2 separate regions of the Mus musculus genome follow, and region 1 is linked to region 2. The links are chromatin contacts, called in public promoter capture Hi-C maps. All regions are on one chromosome and are shown on one strand. The core of a region is the stretch at or near the end of the contact, and the rest is flanking DNA. Distances in the headings are between cores, read along the strand shown. Region 1 holds the start of Phactr4 (phosphatase and actin regulator 4). Region 2 holds the start of Zbtb8a (zinc finger and BTB domain containing 8a).

Region 1 (5,783 bases), core at 1,013-3,512, 3.0 Mb before region 2:
AAGCCTTCTGTAAAAAAAAAATAGAGTGTCACTGGGCAGAGTTGGCACATGGCTTTCATCCCAGCACTTAGGACAGGGGCAGATGAATCTTTATGTTCCAGGCCAGCCTGGTCTACAGAGTGAGTTCAAGGATAGCCAGAGCTACACACAGAGAAATCCTGAATAATTGAAAATTCACACACACACACACACACACACACACACACACCATTTATTTATTTATTTATTTATTTATTTATTTATTTATTTATACTATGACTTAAACCTTGAACATCTTGTGTGCAAGGCAAGCATCCTACCACTGAGTTACTTCCCTAGTCTCTGGGTTATCTTTTTTTTTTTTTTTTTTTTAAAGATTTATTTATTTCATGTATGTGGGTACACTGTTGCTGTCTTCAGACACACCAGAAGAGGGCATTGGATCCCCATTACAGATGGTTGTGAGTCACCATGTGCTTGCTGAGAATTGAACTCAGGACCTCTGGAAGAGCAGTCGGTGCTCTTAACTGCTGAGCCATCTCTCCAGGTTATCTTTTAACTGAGATAGTTTTGTTGTATATTCCATACTGGTCTTTTGTTGATTATATGCTTTGCAACTATGTTAATCCTGCTCTAGAACTTGTCTTTTCATCTTATTTTATCTATTTTAGAAGGGCAAGCAGAGTTCACTGAGAATTAATGAAAGAGCTCCTTGAAGCTGAAAAGGAACCTGCAAATGACTTGAATTTACCTTTTTGTTCTTTTTTTTTTTAAGATTTATTTATTTATTGTATATGCGTACATTGTAGCTAAACAGATGGTTGTGAGCCATCATGTAGTTGCTGAGATTTGAACTCAGGACCTTTGGAAGAGCAGTCTGCACTCTTAACCGCTGAGCCATCTCACCAGCCTACATTGTTACTTTTTAAATATTTATTTTTTATTAATTCCAGTTGTGTGTAGGTGAGTATTTGCATGCAGTATGTGCACATGAGTGCAAGTGCTCACATAGCCAGAGGTTCACAACCCTTGGAGCTGTAGTTAGAGTTGTGAGCTACCTGATATATAGTGCTGGGAACAGAACTCAGCCCCTTTAAAGAACAGCAAGTTCTTAACCACTGAGCCATCTCTCCAGCCATTATTATTATTGTTGTTGTTGTCATCGTCGTTGTCACTGTTGTTATTATTATATTACCAGACAGCAGCTGGCTGGCCTGCATTGGTTTTTGTTGGGTTTGTTTGTTTTGAGACAGGGTCTCACTATGTAATTCTGGTTGGCTTGGCCTGGAACTTTGTAGATCAAACTGATTTTGAACTCAGCAATAATCCAACCCTTGTCTCCAGAGCATTTAGGAATACTGGTGTGTGACACCACAACTGGGTTGTAATTTATTGCTTTTTTTTTTTTTTTTTTTTTTTGGTTTTTTGAGACAGGGTTTCTCTATATAGCCCTGGCTGTCCTGGAACTCACTTTGTAGACCAGGCTGGCCTCGAACTCAGAAATCCACCTGTCTCTGCCTCCCAAATGCTGGGATTAAAGGCATGCACCACCACTGCCCGGCGTATTGATATTTTTAATGTTATAGATTGCGTATTTGAAAGGTATAAGTTTTTCTATGTTTCCCTCTGTATGTATCGTATGTATACTTTTCCGTCTAAGATGGGTGTAACCCATGGGTTTGGCATTTAAAAAGATCCTCCAGCAGTGGCAAGAAGGGGGTCTGGAGGGTGATATAGCCCTGGAGGTTGGAATGAGTGCCACTTAGAAACAGATGGTGGCTTCTACTAGGTAATCGTTAGTGGGAAAAAAATTTAGTTGGGAGGGGGGGGGTGTAGAATGTCTGCGCTTAATAGGCTGGGTTCTGTACTTTCACAAAACACCGCGGGTAACTTGTTTGTAAGTTTTTTGCACTTAAAACTGGTTATCAATAGTTTGAAACAAACTGGACTTCTTTTGTAGAGCACAACACACACATCCTTTCTTGGGCATCGCCGGGAGAGTCTGTTCCCGAACGTGTCCTCCCAAGTCCCGAGACCTTCCCCTTGCTCAGAACTGGGCAAGGTGCCCAAATCCGTTTATATGCAGTGCACCGGACTCTGGCGGCGCATGCCCAGATCGGCAGAGTAGGGGTCAGGCGCCTCGCAGCGGAGGGCCGGCAGTTCCCGCCATTTTGTCCCGCTCGCCACACCGCTGGCCACTGCAGTGGACTACAAGTCCCGTGAGGCTCCGCGGCGGCACTTCCTACCCTCCTCACTGTCCGGCCCGCTCCCTCCGCCCCCCCTCCCCTGGGGCCGAAGGCTCTGGCTGGAGCCAGGCGGCCAGAGACCAGGTAGGATTTCCGGGAGAAAGTGCTGGGGAACCCGAGGAGGCAGCGGCGACTTGGGTAAGTTCCCCAAACTTGGGAAAGTGAGCACCTCCCGCGCGCGCGCAGCAGCGGCAGGCTCGGCTCGACTAGGGGTCGCGGGCCGAGCCTGGGTGGGGGGTTAACGGCGCCCGCGGCGGTCAGTGCAGCCAGGGCGTGGCGGGCGGTAGCCTCCTCCCTCCTCGGCCCTCCCACAACGGTCCCGCGGCGGTGTCCCCGCCTGTGGCCGGCCGGCGCACACTCGCGCTCTCCGCCCCCCAGCCTCCGCGGGGCCCTTTTGTCTGCGCCGCTTTTCCCCCTTTTGTGGCAGTGCACGGAGTCGCGGTCTCCAGGGGAGCCCGCACGTCCTGCTGGGGACTGCGCCCTGGGGATCTGGTTACTGTAACTGGATCGGGTCAAAGTCCATCTTTCAAAAGTGACCTCCCTCAGACCTCTGCATCCTGGCTGAGCAGAGAAGAGACTTAGGAGTCTGGCATAGTTTCAGTGGAAACCTGGAAGTTATTGTCCAACTTCTTTCTTAAATGTCAGCCTCCGGTAGCTAGGGATCAAAACTCAAGGCGCTAAGGCGCTTTTCTCCTCCAGTGGATGGAGTCTAAGAAAAAGAAGTGAGACTTGGAGCCTCAATCCCGGAAACCGAGAAAGAGTGGAAATTTGCTGCGATACGTGTGGCAGCTGGGATGGAGGGGTTGGGTGATTGTGGAGTGTGTGTGTGTGTGGGGGGGGGGGGGGGGTGCGGCGGCGGCCGCAAAGAACTCAAGCGAATCATTGCCTCGGAAACCTGAAAATTGGAGCAGAGTGATTACCAGGACATCATTCATTGCCTGCAGTCTTCGGCACTTCATTTTCCCACGCTGCTCCTCGACTCTCCAGAATACATCCCTTTCTCTTTTTTTAAACAACAACTCCACAAAGAAAAACTCAGCTCACTGAAAGCACCTGCTTTGTAGAAAAACCTAGATACCCAGTAGATTCTAGAAAGCATTAAAAAAAAAAAGGTTGAAAAAAAAAAGGCGATAAAATATGTATTTACTGGACACCGATGAATTGTGTGGATTTGATCCAGTTTGGTTAGATAGTGGTAACTGTATGTTCCGTCGAAGAACGAATCTTGAGACTTAGCATAGGGGTAAAGCTTTTATAAAGGCCAAGGTAGAGATCCTTTGAAAAATCGATTAGTATTTCAAATTCCTTGAGTGAAGACAGTTGGGACTCCTTTGAGTCAGGAAAGGTGTTTTGAGACGAAATTTCCACCCTAGACATGTAGGCAAAGCCTTCATTATTCTGACATTTCATAATGGAAATGACTTTGAGACTCTTAGGTTGTGTTAATGTATCAAGGTGGTAGATCTTTAATACAGGCTGTCAGTTGTCTATCCTAGTTGGAGTGGCACATCCCTGTAACCCCAATACTCTTGCGGCTATGGCAGGAGGGGGAGCATGAATTCAAGACCAGCTAGGTCTATGTAGACCTATTGTAGACATGATCTATTGAGACCTTGTCTCAAAAAAAGAAAGTTTCTTGAATGTGTCTGGGAGGGTGGGAAGTGGGGACAGTACAGCGGTGGCTTTAGAGAACTCTGTGGAGTTGGTTCTCCTACTTTCATGTGGGTTCCTGGAACAGAGCTCAGATGGCCAGGCACGCACGGCAAGAGCCTTTACCATCTGAGTCATTTTGCTAGCCCACAATTTTTTTTTTTTCTGTTTTTTTGTTGTGCTGGGAATAGAATCCAGGGTTTTGACCATGTGCAGCACGTGCCTCTAGCCCCAGCTATTCTTCAGTCACTGGGAATAGGCATTTATTTATTTCCTTGAGATTGGGTCACTCTGGGCTTGGGCTTTCCACCTGCCTTTGCCTTTCCAAGTGGTAAGATTATTTTGGTGGCACCACCGCACCTACCTCTTAAGCTGTGAATTTCTAGCAGGATCACTACATTCTGGCTTATTTACTCAAACAGGATAGTGGTGTCCATGTTATTTTTGAAAGTTGTATATGTTGTATAAATCTTATTAATACACATTGTGTAACTATTACAATCCTCACCACAATTACGTGAGGTATTGGTTCTCACTTTACAGCTGATGCGGCCTTGCCTCTAAAATGTTAAGTAACTGGCCCAAAGCCATTCCATTAGCCTAGGTAGGAAAGCTGAACCAAAGAGCAAACCTAGGGCTTTCTGTTTCCTCAGATTTAGTGCAGCTACCAATCATATGTCCACAAACTGCTTTAATTTGCTGAGATCTGAATATAAGAGAAAAATTATGGAAATATTTTCCATTCCAAACAAACTGATTCATAAGGAACTGAAATTCATAGAACCATGAAGTCTTTTCTATAATATTGCTGCCTTCACTCTGGCTTGCTTATCCTGTGTCTAGGCAGAATAGCACTTTTATGGGGCCTTGGGGACAAAAGGGTGATGAGTTACTAAGTTGTGGTTTTAAGCTTTTATTAAAAGGTGGTTACATTTGAGGCCAGCCTGGTCTTCATAACAAGTTTTAGGTCAGCCAGAGCTACACAATAAGACCATGTTTTGTAAAAAAAAAAAAAAAAAAAAAAAAAAGGACAGAAGATGATTAAAGGTTTGCTAAAAATTATGTAAGAGAAGTAGGTAAGGCAGCGTTGGCTCGGAGACCTAACTCTGAAAACGACTCAGACGCATGTACTTTTTTAGAGTATGCGGAGTTAAAAACTTTTGGTCAGACTTAACCTGCAGTTCAGTTTGGGTTTTCTGTCAGTACACGCCACGAACGTGACATCAGAAACAGCAGCCTATTTCAGCTCTTGTACTAAATTGTGAAGTAAAATGCATAACATTCCAGTGGAATTGAGTCAGTGCAATTAGTCTGTGTTCTCTCTGTTAGTTTTCTCTTTGGGGGATAGGATTGAAATGGAGGTTGTACATAGCCCAGGCTACCCTCCGCTTCACTGCTGCCTCCGCCTCCTCAGTGCTAGCCTGGAAACTAGTTTAGCCTTTACACTAATGGATGCGCTTCAGCGCTGTCTTGCTTTGGTACTGTAGTGAGGGCTTATTCCCCACTCCTCTCTTCAAATGTCAGCCTGTTTTATTTGCAGATCCATCTTCTTACCCATTCAGCCATGAGTGAAAGTTAATGCTTTAGGTCCCGAGGTCAGAGCAGTGAAACTATTTTCACCTCTGGAGGGTTGCAGACCTTACAGACTGATTCCAAGTTGGGGTAGGAGAAGAGACAGATGGTAAATGCACACTAAATATAAGTCTTGGCCGGGCGTCGTGGCACAGGCCTTTAATCCCAACACTCGGGAGGCAGAGGCAGGCGGATTTCTGAGTTCGAGGCCAGCCTGGTCTACAGAGTGAGTTCCAGGATAGCCAGGACTTCACAGAGAAACTCTGTCTCGAAAAAAACAGAAAAAAACAAAACAAAACAAAACAAAAAAAAAACAACCAAAAAACAAAAATATAA
Region 2 (5,326 bases), core at 2,662-5,161:
ATCCTCCTGCTTCTGCCTCTTGAGAGCTGGATTATTGCCCTACTGGGCTAAGAGTTTTTATTCACTACTGTCTTTCTGTCTGTCTGTCTGTCTGTCTGTCTGTGTTTTTTTCGAGATAGGGTTTCTCTGTGTAGCCCTGGCTGTCCTGGAACTCACTTTGTAGACCAGGCTGGCCTCGAACTCAGAAATCCACCTGCCTCTGCTGGGATTAAAGGCATGCACCACCACGCCCGGCTTCACTATTGTATTTCAAGAGACAACAAGAAACACCTTGCACTTAGTAGGTTGATAAATTATTCTCTGCTGATGAAATCAGCCAATCCCAGCTAAATCATACAAAGGCAGGTTTATTGAGGGGGCAGCTCTTGGGTGGGTTCACTGGTCCCAAGGAATGAGACAGGGAAGTCACCATAGGGAGGGAGACAGAGGGGACGGGGAAGAGAAAGAGAAAATTCGGAAGTCCGCAGGGAGAGAGAAAATGTGGAGAAGGCAGGGAGCAAGAGGAGACCAAAATGTCTGCATCATGTAGGGAGGGGCTTCTGGGGGAGGGGCAGCGCAGCCTCTGTGCTGGAAAGTTCAGGGCAGAGGGCGGGGTGGGCCAGCTGTGCCTGTAACAGGTAGCGAAGGAGGGATGCTGGGAGCTTCTGGGAGCAGCACCAGGTTCACTTTGGTATGCTAAGTGTGCATCTCAGACTCTTGTCCCAGATCTGAAACCCAACCCAACCGTAGGTGTTGAATAAATTTCTGTAAAGTTGGAAAGAGATGAGGGAGAGATGGCTTCGTGGTTAAGAGCCCTGGTTGCTCTCACAGGGACCGTGGTTTGGGCCCTGAGGTGGCTCATGAATATCCTAACTCCAGTCCCAGGGGATCGAATACCCTCTCTGTTCTTCACCACTGGCAGCAGGCACATTCAAGGTCCACAGATATACAGGCCAGAAAAAAACATTCATGAACATAAAATTTAAAAAAAAAAAACAAACTTAAAACTTGGAATGAATTCTCCTCTGTAAGAATATGAACTAGGGAGAATTTTAAGAATGAAAAACAACGATCTACAACAGCGAGAAAGACCAAAGAAGTACTGGAAGAGGGGGTGGCTGAATAGCGTGGGAGCTACTGAAGTTAGCAGGGTGAAGATAAAAGAAACTCCATTTCTTCTTCCTTGCAATCCAGTTCATGGCCAGCCTTATGTTCCCTTCTGGAACACGGTTATCGAACTTGTTCTGTGTTTGTTCATCTATTTTTGAGGAAAGGGCCAGGTGGCGTTTAGCCCAGGCTAGCTTAGAATGCCCGGTCTTCCACCATGCCTAGCTCTGTTGACAGTTTTAATTCACTAACACTAAAATAAAACCTCTGGCTAGGCCTAGGGGCACACACCTCCCTCCCCAGCTCCTTGGGTGGTTGAAACACCAGGATAGGCTGAACTCAGAAGTTCCAAGACAGCAGGAAGAGGCGGGTAAAACCCTGTTCCAAAAACAAACCTTAGCTGGGCATGTTGGTGCACGCCTTTAATCCCAGCACTTGGGAGGCAGAGGCAGGTGGATTTCTGAGTTCAAGGCCAGGCTGGTCTACAAAGTGAGTTCCAGGACAGCCAGGGCTACACAGAGAAACTCTGTCTCGAAAAAAACCAAAACCAGCCAACCAACCAATCAAACAACAACAACAACAACAAAAAACCCCAAACCTTTTCCCCCCCAAACTGTTGAGATTTACTACTGTGTATGATTCGGTGGGGTATAGGAGAGCACAGTGGAAGCCCTCAGGAGTACAGGGCCTGCCACTTGTCCAGGGGACCACAAGTGAGGATACATTTGACCCTACAGCCAACAGGGATAAGGCACTTCTCAGCTACCACGTCTTCAAATTCATCAGCATTACATTTGGGGAAGCTCCACTTCCTTGAGATATGGATCTTCTGGTGGCCAGGAACTTGAACTTGGCTCCCTGTAGAGCCTCAGTCACATGGCCCTTATCTGAAAGCTTGGCGTAGAGGGACAGGGTGACCTGGCCAAAGTAAACCCTGGCCACTGTGCCCAGGGGCTTCCCAAAGGCATCCTGCACACCTGTCCGGGGCCTAGGTTGGGAGCAGACAAGAATAGCTGCTAAAGAATTGTTTCCAACTTCCCTTTAGACAACTGTGTAGGCAAAAGGCTCCTGCACACCGGGCCTCCACCGGGAAAGGGATCCTCCTGGTTGGCTTAGTTGTTTTGAGCTTAATCCTGGCTGAAAGAGAACAGCACAGAGAGACCTGCCTGCTCTCTGTGTGTGTGTGTGTCCCCCAGACAGGGTCTCCTATGTAGCTCTGCCTGTCCTGGAACTATGTAGACCAGGGTGGTCTCGAACTCAGAGCCTCCTGAGTTCTGGCATTACATGCATGTGCCACAACACCTGGTGTCCTAATGATTTTCTTTCTTTTTTTAAAAAAAGATTTATTTATTATATGTAAGTACACTGTAGTTGTCTTCAGACACACTAGAAGAGGGCGTCAGATCTCATTATGGATGGTTGTGAGCCACCATGTGGTTGCTGGGATTCGAACTCGGGACCTTTGGAAGAGCAGTCAGTGCTCTTAACCGCTGAGCCATCTCACCAGCCCTGTCCTAGTGATTTTCAAATAAGCACTGGTCTACCTTTCCTTCCATTATCTCCCATTACCTCAAAAGTCCAGGAAACGAATCTTAATCACAGAGCACCCCTGGGGTAAACAGGTGTGACATTAAGAAACTGTTAGGTGTCAAACCTGGGACAAATAGCTGGGGTGCCTAGTTAACATGTCAAAGCTGACCTGGCCACCAGGTTCTCCCAGCATCCCTCAGTCCAATACCTGTTACAGGGTCCTCTAGGCTGGCATATCCGGCCCCCTAGCTTGAATCCTCCAGTCCAGGGGGCTGAGCTATTCTTCCCTATATAATCCAACCATTTTGGCTCCCTACCCTCTTTGTAATTTGGGTCTCCTGCTGTACTTGGTTCTGCTGCTCTCTCTCCTCCCTCCCCCACCCCACATCACAGGGCACAGCTCAGTTCACTCTGTACTCTCCCAGATGTTCCTGCCTCTGGCTGTGCTCTCCCACATATCTATAATAAACTTTCTCCTCCACTATACCTAGGACCAGGCATGTCCCTTTCCTTTTTATTTCTCCTTTTTTTTTTTTTTTCATTCAGAAATGACTGTATTGTATTCTCAGAGAGAATGATGTTCGAATACATAGTTACTTAGTGAGGAGATCGGAGAAATAGGACCCTGATGGGCTTGACTGAGGCTTGGGAGAGGAACGCCTCAAAATATTAAACGCATGCTTTGAGACTTTGAATCTTCTCCCCCATTCCGCATTACTTGACAATCAGCGTGAAGAAGTAGAAAACTAATTTAGTTTGTGGAATTTAAGCAGTATGAAAATTCAGCGGTTTACTATTTTAGGAAATGTATCACCTGATATTTGTGTGCCATAAATATTAGGGTCACGTCAGAAGAGAAACTTGATTTTACGACCAATTTTTATATTTGAAAACACGAAACACTGTTTTGTACTAGTTTTATATAAAGAATCACGGCCTCTTAATCTCAGCCCCTCCGGGCTTGCCTCTTCAAAGGGCTTGATGGGGACCTACAGAGGTTTCTAAAAGGCTATAACTGAAATTAAGTGCTTCGTCAAAGGGCGATTTTGTGGAACTCTCTCCCATTTTACGTCGCTAAACTTAAGTACAATAATGTCACATGTATACAGTATTTGTGGGCACGCCTAAGTCCCTCCCTCTCTCCTTGAACCAATATCTCCACATATTAGAAATCCAGCCCTTCTGCCCTCCGGAGGCGCCTTTCCCAACGTAAAGTACAATTTTAAAATTTAAGCTCCCGACTAAAAGAATGATCCCCAATCAACTGCTGGGGAACCTGGGCGCCCTAGTGCCTGCGGAGGGTGCAGTCGGGCGTGGGCACGGACAGGGGGAGTGGGCGAAGCTGCTGGTTGGTGCCTGAAATCTGTGCGTTGCCCCTTTAATTGTGTCCTCAGCCCTCGGGCGTTTCTGTCCAACGCCCACGTCAGCAAATACCTTTTGTTTCTCCCACGTTGGGGCTACTTGTTTTAGGGCGCAAAGCCTCGGCTTCGGAAAGGGGCTGCTTCCCCTACCCGGAACCGGGAATCGCTCCGCAGCGCGCGCGCGCGCGAGCGAGCGAGCGAGCGAGCGGCTAGAGCCCCGCGGTAAGTGGCTGCACGGGCGCGGGCGGGAGGAGGGCGGCCCGGGCGTCGGGGCTGCGGGCCGGGCCCAGAGCCTGGCGGAGGGCGGCGGAGCCGCCGGGGTGCGCCCCGGGACTGCAACCCCAGCCGGTGCGCCGGGCGACGCAGGGGGCACCCGGCGCCATTTGCAGCCGGGGGCGCAGAGCGGCGGCTCCGAGGGTCGGCGACGGCCACAAAGGAGACGCGGGCGGCGGCGGCGGCCCCGGGCGCGGCTGCGGGACAATGGCTGCACCGTCGCCGCCCGCGCCCGCCCCGCCGCCAGCCTTGGCCCGGCCCGGGGAAAGGCGGGAAGGCGCCCGAGCCTCCTGACGGCCGCGGCGGCGAGGCGGCGCCACGGGGCCGGGCGTGTCTGCAGACGTCGGGCGCGGGGCGCGGGGCGCTGCAGCCCGGCGGTCTCACTCCGCCCTCCACTCTCTGGTTTTCCATCACGACGCGACAGTTCTGGGCTTAGAACCGAGGGCAGAAATATGGAGCCCCAGCTGGCCCCGCGGCAGAATGTCCCTGGCATCTCCCACCTGGAGACACTGTCGGCTTTAGTCCCTTCGCGCTCTGGCGCGCTTACTCGCCCTTGACCGTGCGGTTATTCGTAATCCACGTCTTTGCGAGACGTGTTTGGAATAGGATTCACACCTAGCGGGCACCCAACCACACACGCCGCCAACACCTAGAAGTCTTTCTATTTGCAGAACTTTAGTAAATGGAGTGGTTTCACTTTGACGAAATATTGCACTTAATTTCTTATGAGACGGCTACGGGTTCCGGCTGTTTATTCTACCTAGCAAAGGGGAAAGGGGGAAAAATAAAACGCTAATGGTTAGGGAGTCTCATCCCTAGGCAGGGAGCTGAGACGTGGCAGCCCCCCAAGGCGCCCTGTTCTTGCAGCGTCCCGGAACAGTCTCCAAAGTACCAAAACCTTCGCTGATTTTATCACTTAAATCGCACTTTTATTTACCTATTTATTCTTTGTTTTAAAGCGGACTCAGGCTAGACTTGAAAATTTGATCTTACCTCCACCTCGGGAGGGCTGGGATGCACTAGGCAAATTTTTGGCACAATTATATACTTTTTAATATTCAAAGACGTTAATATAA

Evidence for each region. Promoter capture Hi-C pulls out the DNA fragments that hold promoters and counts their contacts.
Region 1: a promoter capture Hi-C map of cranial neural crest shows a contact between it and region 2. The contact joins the promoter of Phactr4 here to the promoter of Zbtb8a in region 2. A contact is called at or near these places in 2 of 39 promoter capture datasets (cranial neural crest and embryonic stem cells).

What each region holds. Positions count from the first base shown.
Region 1 is chr4:132,418,925-132,424,707 of GRCm38.p6, reverse strand. Phactr4 (phosphatase and actin regulator 4) reads left to right here and starts at 2,262. Exons shown (of 13, transcript NM_001161797.1): 1 at 2,262-2,363.
Region 2 is chr4:129,376,613-129,381,938 of GRCm38.p6, reverse strand. Zbtb8a (zinc finger and BTB domain containing 8a) reads left to right here and starts at 3,911. Exons shown (of 5, transcript NM_028603.4): 1 at 3,911-4,199.